Linked DNA regions of Xenopus laevis: region 2 is linked to region 1. Evidence: chromatin contacts called from public Hi-C data. All regions are on one chromosome and are shown on one strand. The core of a region is the stretch at or near the end of the contact, and the rest is flanking DNA. Distances in the headings are between cores, read along the strand shown.

Region 1 (5,692 bases), core at 2,807-5,306:
TTTTGGGCAAAATGATCTTAAATTGGAATTGTCCATGGTATGAACTTGCAGATAGACCTTTTAATTATTGATTTTATTAAATAAATAGTTATTTCCTTAAAGGTGTTGTTCACCTTTAAATTAACTGTTAATATAATGTAGAGGGTGATATTTTGAGACAATTTGCAATTGGTTTTCATTTTTTTTTTATTTGTGGTTTTTGAGTTATTTCGCTATTTATTCAGCAGCTCTCCTCTCTGCAGTTTCAGCAGTCTGGTTGCTAGGGTCCAAATTACTATAGCAACCAAGCACTGATTTGAATAAGGCATTGGAATATGGATAGGATAGGGCTGGAATAGAAAGATGAGTAATAAAAATCAGCAATAACAATACATTTGTAGCTGTACAGAGCATTTGTTTTTTACATGAGTACGTCTGTACTTTATCATGTTCTCCCTACTATCATATCACAATGATACACCCATCATGTCTGACGTTTAGCATTATTTACTTAACATATTTTATCTGCTGAGTGTGCACTTGTCCTGTCCCTGCACTGTGCTGTCCTGTCTTGCAGGAGTTGCATATTTTTGCACTTACACTTTTTGTCTGTTGTCCTGTACATCTATGTTGTGTGTAGCACCATAGTCCTAGAGGAATGTTGTTTTGTTTCACTGTGTACTGTACAAACGTATATGGATGAAATGACAATAAACTCACTCTTGACTTGACATGGGGCCAGTGACCCCCATTGAAAAGCTAGAAAGAGTCAGAAGAAGAAGGCAAATAAATAAAAAGCTATAGAAAATAAATAATGAAGACCAATTGAAAAGTTGCTTACAATTAGCCATTCTATAACATACTAAAAGTTAAATGTGTTTCACAAATAGGATTTATACTTTTTCTTAGTTTGTATGTTGGTTTGTCAGTTCCTTAACATTTTTTCTCCCTGCTGCAACTAACACTTATGTTGTGTTAACTGGCTGAATCCAGCAAATTGCAAAACACTGACAAGCAGCAGGATTAAATTGTTGGCGGTAGGGCTTAGATGTTTGGTTGAAGAAGCACAAACCATTATATTTAAAAAAAAAAAAAAAAACTGCAAGAAAAAGTAATAAAACCTATTTGTGACAAAGTATGATGAAGCATCCACTGCATGTGGTTTGTCAGTTTTGGAGCAGGTGGAAGCTGTGACTCCCAGCATCAGTGTGTTTTGTAGCTGTGATACATGAAGGTAGTGGGGGGGGTCATATACCTTGGTTTGCTTCATCTGTATACAGAAATGTATTAATTTGCTGCTTTCATTTCTCCTGATGCAGAGGTATGCTTATAAGAGCTTCTATTTTTTTAAATATTTTTCTTTTTAAATTTAATATTTTTTGTTTCTCCTTCTTTTCTCTAGGTTATATGGCTTCAAAATTCACCCTATGGCATACCAGCTTCAGCTACAAGCAGCCAGCAACTTTAAAAGTCCTGTGAAGACTATGCGTTGAGTCTTTCCTATTATATGGATTATACATGGGGTCTGCACACCCCATAAACCCTATTTCCTTCCATCGACAATGAAAGATGTCTGTTTCAGTGTATTATTTGCCCACAATTTTGATTTTAGTCCTGTTAAAGTGTATTCCTGCAATTTCCAGTTGTGGTTAAATAAAATTCTAAAGAATCGTTGCTTTTTGGGGGGTTTTCAGTAATGAATACTTTTTTTCATCTGCAGAAAATATATTGGTACAGATATGTATCTGGAAACCCGATTAAGGAAAGACAGAACCTAGTTAGTTACCCAGAACTTGCTTCTCTGAGAGTTGGAGGTATGAATTACTTGATGAAAATTATTGTAAGATAGAGGAAAGATGGTAACCCCCCTGCTCTCCAACACCATCCAATTCCGATTCAATTTTCACTGACAAAGTACTGTGTGCCAATAAATACCAATAAACATACAAAGTGCTAAATTAATTCATTAATTGTTGTAATTGATGTAGTCCCACAATGAAATTCAATCAATTAAAGTGCCAGTGCTAATTTCATTTGCGCTGTCATTGCTGTATGTATCGCATGCCAAGTTCGTTACATGCTGTATATATGTCAATTCATGAATGAAAATAAATTATTAGGAAAAAGCTTCTGTCATAAACCGATGAATTAGTAATGAATTTAAAGTGCTAGTGCTAATCAAAATGCAACCTCAGGCTGCCAGTGATTCGATAATTTAATTATAATTAAAAAATTGCTTGTGCTAATCAGTGTTTTAAAAAAAAAAAAAAGAGTTCATCAATTAAAAAAAAACCCAAACTGTATAAGTAGGAAATAGAAGCTTCCTGGGACCTCTCCACCTCTACTATTTTCTAACAGGTTTGTATTTCTAGACCCTGGGACTCCACATGGGAGAAAGTAGTGCACTGGGGACTGTGGTCTCTGTAGTTTCTATCTGCTGAGGAGAACTAAGCTTCCCTGAAAGATCACAAATCCCTCCGTGCCTTAAATGTAAAGAGATTTGAGTTATAAATGCAGCAAGGGGAAAGGCTGATAATATTCAGTATCCACTACTGAAATTCTATAAATAAAATAACCCGATCAAGGTTCAAAGTATTATTTAAAAACAATTGACCGGAGGCTATGCCAATGCGTTTCGCTGATGTTTTGTCAAGGCCTTGACAAAGCATCAGCGAAACGCATTGGCAGAGCCTCCGAGACCACAGTCCCCAGTGTACTACTTTCTCCCCGTGTGGAGTCTCACGGCCTAGAAATACAAACCTGTTAGAAAATAGAGGAGAGCTCCCAAAAAGCTTCTATTTCCTACTTATATCTCTTAAATGACGGTTTGGTTTTTTTTAATAGAACTTTTTTTTTTTTAAACAGTGATTAGCACAAGCAATTTTTTAAGCAGCCTGAGGTTGCATTTTGATTAGCACTATCACTTTAAATTCATTATGATAGAAGCTTTTTCCTAATTAATGAATTGAGATAGATAGATATATATATATATAGATAGATATACACGGCATGTAACCAACTTGGCATGCAATACTTGCAATAGTGACACAACGCAAATGAAATTAGCAATGGCACTTTAATTGAATTTCATTGTGGGACTACATCAATTACAACAATTAATTAGTACTTTGTATGTTTATTGGTATTTATTGGCACAGTACTTTTTCAGTGAATAAGAATTGGATGGTATTGGAGAGCAGGGGGTTACTATCTTTCCTTTATCTAACTATTATCTGGAAACCCATTATACAAAAAGGCAACCATCTCCCATAGCGAACAATTAAAGCATTTTTTAGTTCTCCTTTTTCTCAGTATTAATAAAAGATTACCTTGTACTTGGTACTAAGCTCCATGAAACCATAGGATAAAACTACATGTGAGAATTAGATCAGATTTTCAAAATGTATCTGATTTTGCAATGCAGCTGCACACAACAGCATGAGATTTGTTGGATTCTACAAAATCTGATCCCCCCTTCCCCCATTGCTAGAATGTAAAGTTTGATCAGATAGTCGGGTGGTGTTGATAATGCATTTACATCCATCAGATTTTATCTCGTCGGAGGAAGACTCAGCATGTAGCGTTTGCATACATCATGTCTGATGGAAAATTTTAGATTTTTTGACCCAAACATTTACATCTGACTTGATGCATTTTGTTGATACAACACCATCCTACAAAATCTCCCATGGCATTCACTTAAGGTAAGGACATTCAAATTATCGAAAGATGCAGAAAACCCCAGGTCGCAAGCATTCCCAATAATCAAGCCCATACTCCCTGTGCTGGATTTCTTTCTCTAATCATTTACAAGTGCTGAAAGAGATACTGATTGCTACCAGCAGGTGTCACTCATTAGCAGACAACCTGTAAAGGGAAAATCTATTTTCAACATGAGTTCATTCCGTTGGGCATATGTAGAAAATATGCATACACACTATCTGGACTTCCAAATATGTAGATATATTTTAACCCAAACATACCTGATTTCATAGAAAACCATGATATTTGACAATTTACCAACATGCAACCCCACCCTTGCTTTGTTCCATTATGAAGTGATGGATTATGGGACATGTGCAGCACACACTATGGAAAGCAGAGGGCCTTCCTGTACCATTCCATCAACATGAAACATAGGGAGGGGTTGCATTACATGAGGCTTAAAGTAAATTCAGAGCTGCTGCCTGTGAACAGAGAGATCAAGGTTTCCTTTCACATCTGTGGTATCGGATATTTTTGTGTAGAAAAAAAAAAATACACTTATATTTCAGGTAGAGTTTATTCAAGTTTTCTAAATAATTCCAACCTAGTGAGCTAATGTCAAAAAAGGAGGCTATATTTGTTTAATGAGGCAAACAAATGGGATTTGAGAAATCAATATGTTCAGTTTGTGCTGCTACTCTCCTTACCTGTCAGACTACTTATTTTCTGCATGTTTTAACTGTGCTGAATAAACAGGAGTAAAACATTTGCTTGTCCACTTATTAACAAGAAAAGATATTGGTGTAGCACAGTGCTGCTTTGATCCCTACAAGTGCTACCGTTGTTTTAGTCTGTATTATGTATTCTAGCTCTCCTTTTTTTACACCAGTAACCATGTACAAAGCTAATACCTGGGTATATCCTCTTAGTAACCAATCCACAAAACACTTGAGCAGTACTTACAGAGAGTTGCAAGCTGTGCATTGTGGGTGAAAAATATGTTCCCCCCACTAATAATCAGCCTTTTATCCATATGTAATAAGTATGCCCAGCATTAGTAACCTATAGCAAAGTGCAACAATTTACACATCAGCATACAATGGAGATCAGTGCCATTTTCTTTAGTAGCCTAAAACATCTGCATTGCAGTTACTCTGTGCTGGTATATGAATTCTAGAAAACAGATAGCAACCAATAAGATTTTGGCATATAAACAGCTGACCAGTAAATGCCACCTGCTGATTGGTGGTTATGGGTTACTGCACCTGACCAAACATAATGGGGTTCATTTATAAAGTTTACATGGTGAACAAATTTCCCCTGCACGTGTGTAAATGTATAAAGCTGAACAAGATTGGTATACAGTATGTAATGTGCAAACACAACTGAGAATCCATGTACAGTATTTTAATAAGTTTGTATCCACTACTGCTAGTAAATGCCTAGATATAATATTGTAAATTCCAGAAAGTTACTTTTTATGCTTTCATTGGGAATTGGGGATAAAAGCTTCGGTTCTATAGGCCATAGGGTGCTGTACATGGTGTAGATTGAGCAAACTTGTGTTTTTCTATTGAAATGAATGATGTGACATTTGGAGATACACAGTGTGACATGCAAGACATGGTTTCATCTGTTTGTGACTCTTTTAAATACAGTTGATGGGGAAGTGTGCTATGGGAGCCACCTGGAAGCTTATGTATGCTGTCTGCATATGGAGTGAATACAAAAATATTTGCACAAGACCTAAAATAATTCCCAATGTAACTTTGACTGAAATTTAAAACAATGCTGCTTTATATGGCATATATTACTCATACGTGGGCAGGGCGTTATTGTCTAGGGAATTATCCAAACCAAATTCAAGTTTTTGTAAAAAATTCTAAGTAAATTTTCAAGATTTATCATACTCGTACCCTTTAAGAATTAGAACTTGGCTATTCGCCACCTAAAACCTGCCGAATTACTGTTTAAGTCAATGGGAGAGGTTCAGGAAACAATTTGATGA
Region 2 (5,531 bases), core at 1,190-3,689, 39 kb after region 1:
TGTGTTTTTAACATAGCACAAGGAACACTGATTTGGCCCCTTACCACCCCTTGTGTATATGCAGCAATGTGAAATCCACTGTGCACATGTTAGGGCTAAAAATTCAGGGACATAGCTAATAAATGCATGTTGCAGGGCTGCAATGATTGCCTCTACAATAAACTGCAATCAATGCAGCTGAGTTTTATACACATGTCCCTGAATTTAAAGTTATCTAGAAACTCTACACTGGCAGACAGGCCAGAATATGGAATTTAATCAGATTCCATTGCTGTATATATGGACAGGCCTGTGGTGGACCGAATCAGGAAAAATGGCAGTGCCATTAGCCTTAGCTGTTTCTGCGCATTCAGTTGGCACTTTAAAGTTTAATGCGTCTGTTATGTTGAAAAACAAGTAAAATAGGTTTTTATAAAACTGGCAGACACGTCAGGAAATAGCCATACTGTAAGTGATCTGATTTTTTTTTAAGATGAGACAAATTCCAGTACCAAACAGGATCCAACTATTTGCATGAAAATCAGGTCTCATCCAGTTTCAATGAGAATCTTGTTGTTACTACTGTTTTGTTACTTGTTGTTATTACTTATTTGGCTGATAGTGTTAGACTAACAATGTATGAAGTTGTAAAATATTCAGACCCTCACAGTTAGATTCTCACATACACATTCTGTGGGGACCCATGGAGCATGTGCAGGGGAGATGCGCCAATGAGGCAAGTTGTAAAACTGAGCAGTTTACAGGAAATCTGGCTCTTCTAGTGATGGTAAGTGGCGTAACTAGAGTGTGCAGGGCCCCCCTGCAAAAAAGTCTTCAGAGGGGCCCTGCGCACTCCAATCCCCATCCTTCCCTCCACTTCTTGTCCTGCCTCCACCCCACCCATGCCCTCTCTGACTCCGCCCACTCCTGGCCGACTTGCTTCCCCTTCCTTGCGGTAAGAGAGAGCACTGGGGAGTAGGTTTTTTTTTTATTAGCTATAAAGGAGGCAGACCCCACAGTCTGGGCCCCCCTGCGACTGCAGAGTCTGCTTCCACTATATATTTACGCCTCTGGATGCGACCCCCCTCCAGATTCCCTCCAGTGTAGGAAAGGTAAGCATGGGGGGACAAGGGGGCGGAATTGTAGGAGCCATCTCAGGCAGCTCCTGGCCCAGAAATGGCCCTGAGCTTGTGCATTGTTCTAGGTGGAGGTCATAGCATTGGTGCTCATTCCATATATAATGGAATGCTCTTTTTTACCACCCCCCCCAGACACCCCTGACACCCACTTTAGTCTTAATGAGAACTGCATAATCCAGAGATGCCAATAGGATCACTGCAGAAAATGGATTTGAAGGGTTGCATTCAAGACATACAACATAAAACCTATTTAGAGCACTACATTAACTCCAGGAATACTATTTTTCCACTTGTTTTCATTCTTTGTTCCCATCTTTTAGTTATCCATTGCCCTCCCTAATGTTCTCCGCAATTCCATACATAACATAAGCCGTTGCTTGTGCGTCCCCTGGGCTGAATCTTGCATGCGTTCCACAGCAGGAGAATGTAGGAGTTCATGAAGCCCAGTCTCCTCTATCACTGTGCCGCAGGGAAGTGTGAAACACAGAAATGAACTATAATGTTCCTGAAATAAAAGAAAAATGTTTAAAGGGATTCAGGAGAACAGAGGGTTGGTAATTGCTGCCACTATAAGGAAAATTATTCAGACAAGTCTGAAGGTTACCTGTAGTGTAATTGCACTTAAATGAAACAATGTAAATTTTAAATATTTCAAGTACTTCTGCAAATGCATGAACCTAGCTTAATGACCTCTGTAAGTGTTTTATAATAGCGTACTGAGTTTTTACAGTAAGCACTTTATCTGCAGTTTCCCTTTGATGCCTCCCATAAGATCCTTGGGCCATACCAAGAGGGTAAATCTTCAAATACAGTATTATATGAGTGGCAAAAACACACAATTCCATCCCCATGCCCAGAAGACAGCCTGGAAATTTCTGCAACTGTGAGTATTTAATCCTGTTGTGCGAGTGCCTCTTTCCATGGCCATTGGCAGTGCTCTCTGAACAGCTGTCAGACTGGGTAAAATCCATGGCTCTGATCATATTAACCTTTCCAATATGACTCGCATAGTGAAAGCTGCCAGACTGGAAATTCCCAAGGACAACTTTCTAAATGACCAGGCTGCCAGTACATTTGTTTTGCAGCCCAAGAGGGGTCATGTTGCAATGAATAAACATGTATCCCTCTTGCCCAGCCTTACACGTCACACACACAGATATATAATTGAATACTAAAAATAGCAACCAAATACAGAGGAGTTAAGGACAGTGTGACAGTAACTGCTCCCTTCCCACCACACCCTGTTATGCATAAAGAGCTAAGAGCTGCTCAGTCTTTACAAACACAAAGGTGTGTCCCGTTAGAATCACCAGTTATTTGGCTTGCAGGCCCCTCCCTTAGGAGCTGGGGTATATAAAGGTGGGCTACACCTTCCCCCAGCACAGAGTCTAGAGCACTGATCCAGCTGCAGGGAACGTCTGGTAATTTTAACTATCCAATACATTTCCTACTTTCCACAATTCTATGTGCTCCAATCATTCTCTACCTGGGACATATCTGGTGGTCTGCCTTATTTGAGCTTCTCTTTGGAACTTTTACTCATTCACTTGGGCATCCCTGAAACTTTACTCTCAAGCAGGGCAAAAGCAAGTGCCCTAGGGCTTCATAATGGAGTTTGAGATCTCAACTCTCAACTGCTGCAGGGTTTCTGAAAGCTGCTGTTCTGTATATGCGAGAGACCTAGTGTGATACTCCTTGTGTGTTTGTTTGTGAGTCTGTGTGAATGAGCAGTAATTTGGGGAGCATGGCTACCTGTGGCTGCTGCACCAAGGGAACCCACAAAATCTCAATCTGATCTCCTCTGTATCTATTCTGTTAGGAGAAGGTAGGTGTTATTGTTGAGATAGCATTTGCTACAAAGCAGTTTAACTACTAAACTGTAGCACTCAAAGCATGTTTTGTTTTAATTCTCCTTGTGGTTGGCAGCTCTGCCAGGTTTTTCCCAACAAGTATCATCACAGAACATCACATTATATAATTTATAAGAATAGTTCATGCTAAGGAGAGGCTTTGGGTGTTGCAGTTTAGCAGGAGTTAATAGCAGCCTGAGGGATGCAAGTGAAAACTTTTTCTTTCAAGGCACAATGTATTCGCGTGGAGTATTTGAACTATATACATATTCTATTTATGTATTGTGCTGCTTTTAACGACCCTTTAGAATGTTTTTGAGTACAGTTGAGCTGGAGATAGTGTTGTTTTCTTCCAGCCCCTAGATATCCGCTATACTGCCACCAAAGATTGGTTTACCAGAACCACTGTATTCAATTGTATGTAATATTGTTATAGTGGAGAAACAGTGTAATTTGCCATAAATTTTTCATGGGTACCATACCTGCTTTTAGAGCTAAGTTTTGCTGTAAAATTTAACTTTTGTCTGCACCTAAAGGAATGAATATATAGAATCAATATACTGTATAGAATTGAAAATACCAATGGCAAGATCTCTAGCTTTTGCTCCCATCAGTACTGTTATCTGTATACAGTGGTGCTGGAATTTTCTGGCTCATTGGATTACACCCATAAATCCAGTGAAATCAGATAAGTTTCCAAGGAGCATTTTTTCCCCAAAAATTACAACCCTTATTGTGTTGTATATATTGCGATACATTTTTATTATTTGCACACTCTTCTTAAAACAGACCACTAGTTATACAATTTTGTATAAATTTAGCGGCTTGCAGAGATTGCAAATACAAATCTCTCCGACCTGACACTTGGATAGTGTATGCAAAAGATATGGGATTAATTCATGTACATCCCCTGGTAACAATTTAGTTATTTAATATCTGTGATAGTGCATATATTTACAAAAAGGAGTTCAAAGTTACAAAGTTGTGATCATAAAATTGCCAAGTAACCTACCATGTCAAGGTAAACCTCATATGATGGTCGCAACTATTTATCTCCGGTCAAATTTATTTTATAGGCTGGTTGTGGTTAGTGTATACAGGTTTAGATGTATTTTGTTTAATAAACTTGCCCCACCCTGTCCTGGGGACACCCATGCTTGTTTGCCATCAGAATCATTATTGTGCATTGGGACCAGGTTGGAAAATCTCCAAACTGAGAATTCAGGAGCCATTTGTATCCACTGTTGGTTTTATTAATGTGGATTTTCATCTTGCGCCCCATTTTCCCTTCTGCTAAATGACTCCTGATCCACCTTCATTTTTCTTAGCACAAATCTCATGTAATGAGTAGGGATGCACCGATTCCAGGATTCAGTTCAGAATTCGGCCTTTTTCAGCAGGATTCGGATTCGACCGAACCAGATCCTAATTTGCATATGCAAATTTGGGCGGGGAGGGAAACCGCGTGACTTTTAGTCACAAAACAAGGAAGTAAAAAAAATTTCCCCTTTCCACCCCTAATTTGCATATGAAAATTGGGATTCGGTTCGGTATTTGGCCAAATCTTTTGCGAAGGATTCGGGGGTTTGGCCGAATCCAAAATAGTGGATTCGGTGCATCCCTAGTTATGAGATTTCTGTCTGGGGAACTGTGTGCCCTTACTGGGTATTTATCACTAACTTTTTATTTTTCCAAAGAACCTTTGCAGACATAAATGCAACTTTTCAGCCGCATCATGGTCTTGTACTTGTGTTATTACCATGGTAATTTGGTGGGTGCCATATTAGTCAGTAAATCAATGTAAAATGCTGAGGGAACTAAAAGGCTATGCTAGGTTATACCATACAAGCTTGGAATGGGGAATATCATTTTGGGAAATACTTGCTTTTGCTTGAAAATAAAGGATAATTTACTGTGTAGGAATGGGTGCCAGTTTCAATGCTATTCTGTTACAAACCACATGTAAATGCACCAGTGTAGTGACACCAGTGCAGTGTCAATAACAATCCCAAAATGTATCTGAATCCATCATGCATTTAAGTATTTATCTTACTAAAATTAAAGACCTGCCACTTTGTAGAAGCCCAATAATAATTCATTACAAAAAAAACTCCTAACCATAACAACTTTAGATTAGTGCTGCCCAACTCTTTCCATGCACTGGGTCTGTTAGCTGACATGTGTTCATGATTCAGATTATATCAAAATGATAATGTTGAACAAAAACCAATGGATTTTATAGGCAGGGGGCCGAAGGAGGGCAACATCCAGCCAGCAGACCTCCAGATGGCCAGCCCTGGTTTTAAGCATGGTGTGTGGTTATTTTTGCCCCTTTTCTTTCTCCTATTGCCTTCCCAATTCAACAATTTTCTTAGAGTTTAAGTCATTTCACATTTTTTTCAGAGTATTCTCAAGCACCATGAAGCTGCTTTTGTCCTTGTCTGTGATTATTGGAGCCATTGTAATGGGTAAGTGGCCTAGGAAAGAAAAGTGACTATATATGGGCTGGGTTGGTAGCTTGGTGACCTGTATATAGTGGCATAATGAAAAACGGACAGCCTGC

Evidence for each region. A called contact is a pair of places that touch in the nucleus more often than the background predicts.
Region 2: a contact with region 1 is called in a Hi-C map of the XTC cell line, with 1.7 times the contacts expected there. The contact joins the promoter of ly6g6c.L here to the enhancer-like site in region 1. A contact is called at or near these places in 3 of 4 Hi-C or Micro-C datasets (the XL177 cell line, the XTC cell line and animal cap).

What each region holds. Positions count from the first base shown.
Region 1 is chr8L:66,332,800-66,338,491 of Xenopus_laevis_v10.1, forward strand. It overlaps csnk2b.L (casein kinase II subunit beta), which reads left to right. Exons shown (of 7, transcript XM_018230156.2): 7 at 1,382-1,650. The coding sequence ends at 1,472. Among protein-coding and RNA genes, the nearest start is that of csnk2b.L, 10 kb to the left of the region's middle. Within about 2 kb of position 4,057, at least 1 of the 7 cell types and tissues checked has an H3K27ac peak or open chromatin away from gene starts, as enhancers often do.
Region 2 is chr8L:66,373,510-66,379,040 of Xenopus_laevis_v10.1, forward strand. ly6g6c.L reads left to right here and starts at 2,440. Exons shown (of 4, transcript XM_018230159.2): 1 at 2,440-2,539; 2 at 5,372-5,436. The coding sequence starts at 5,388.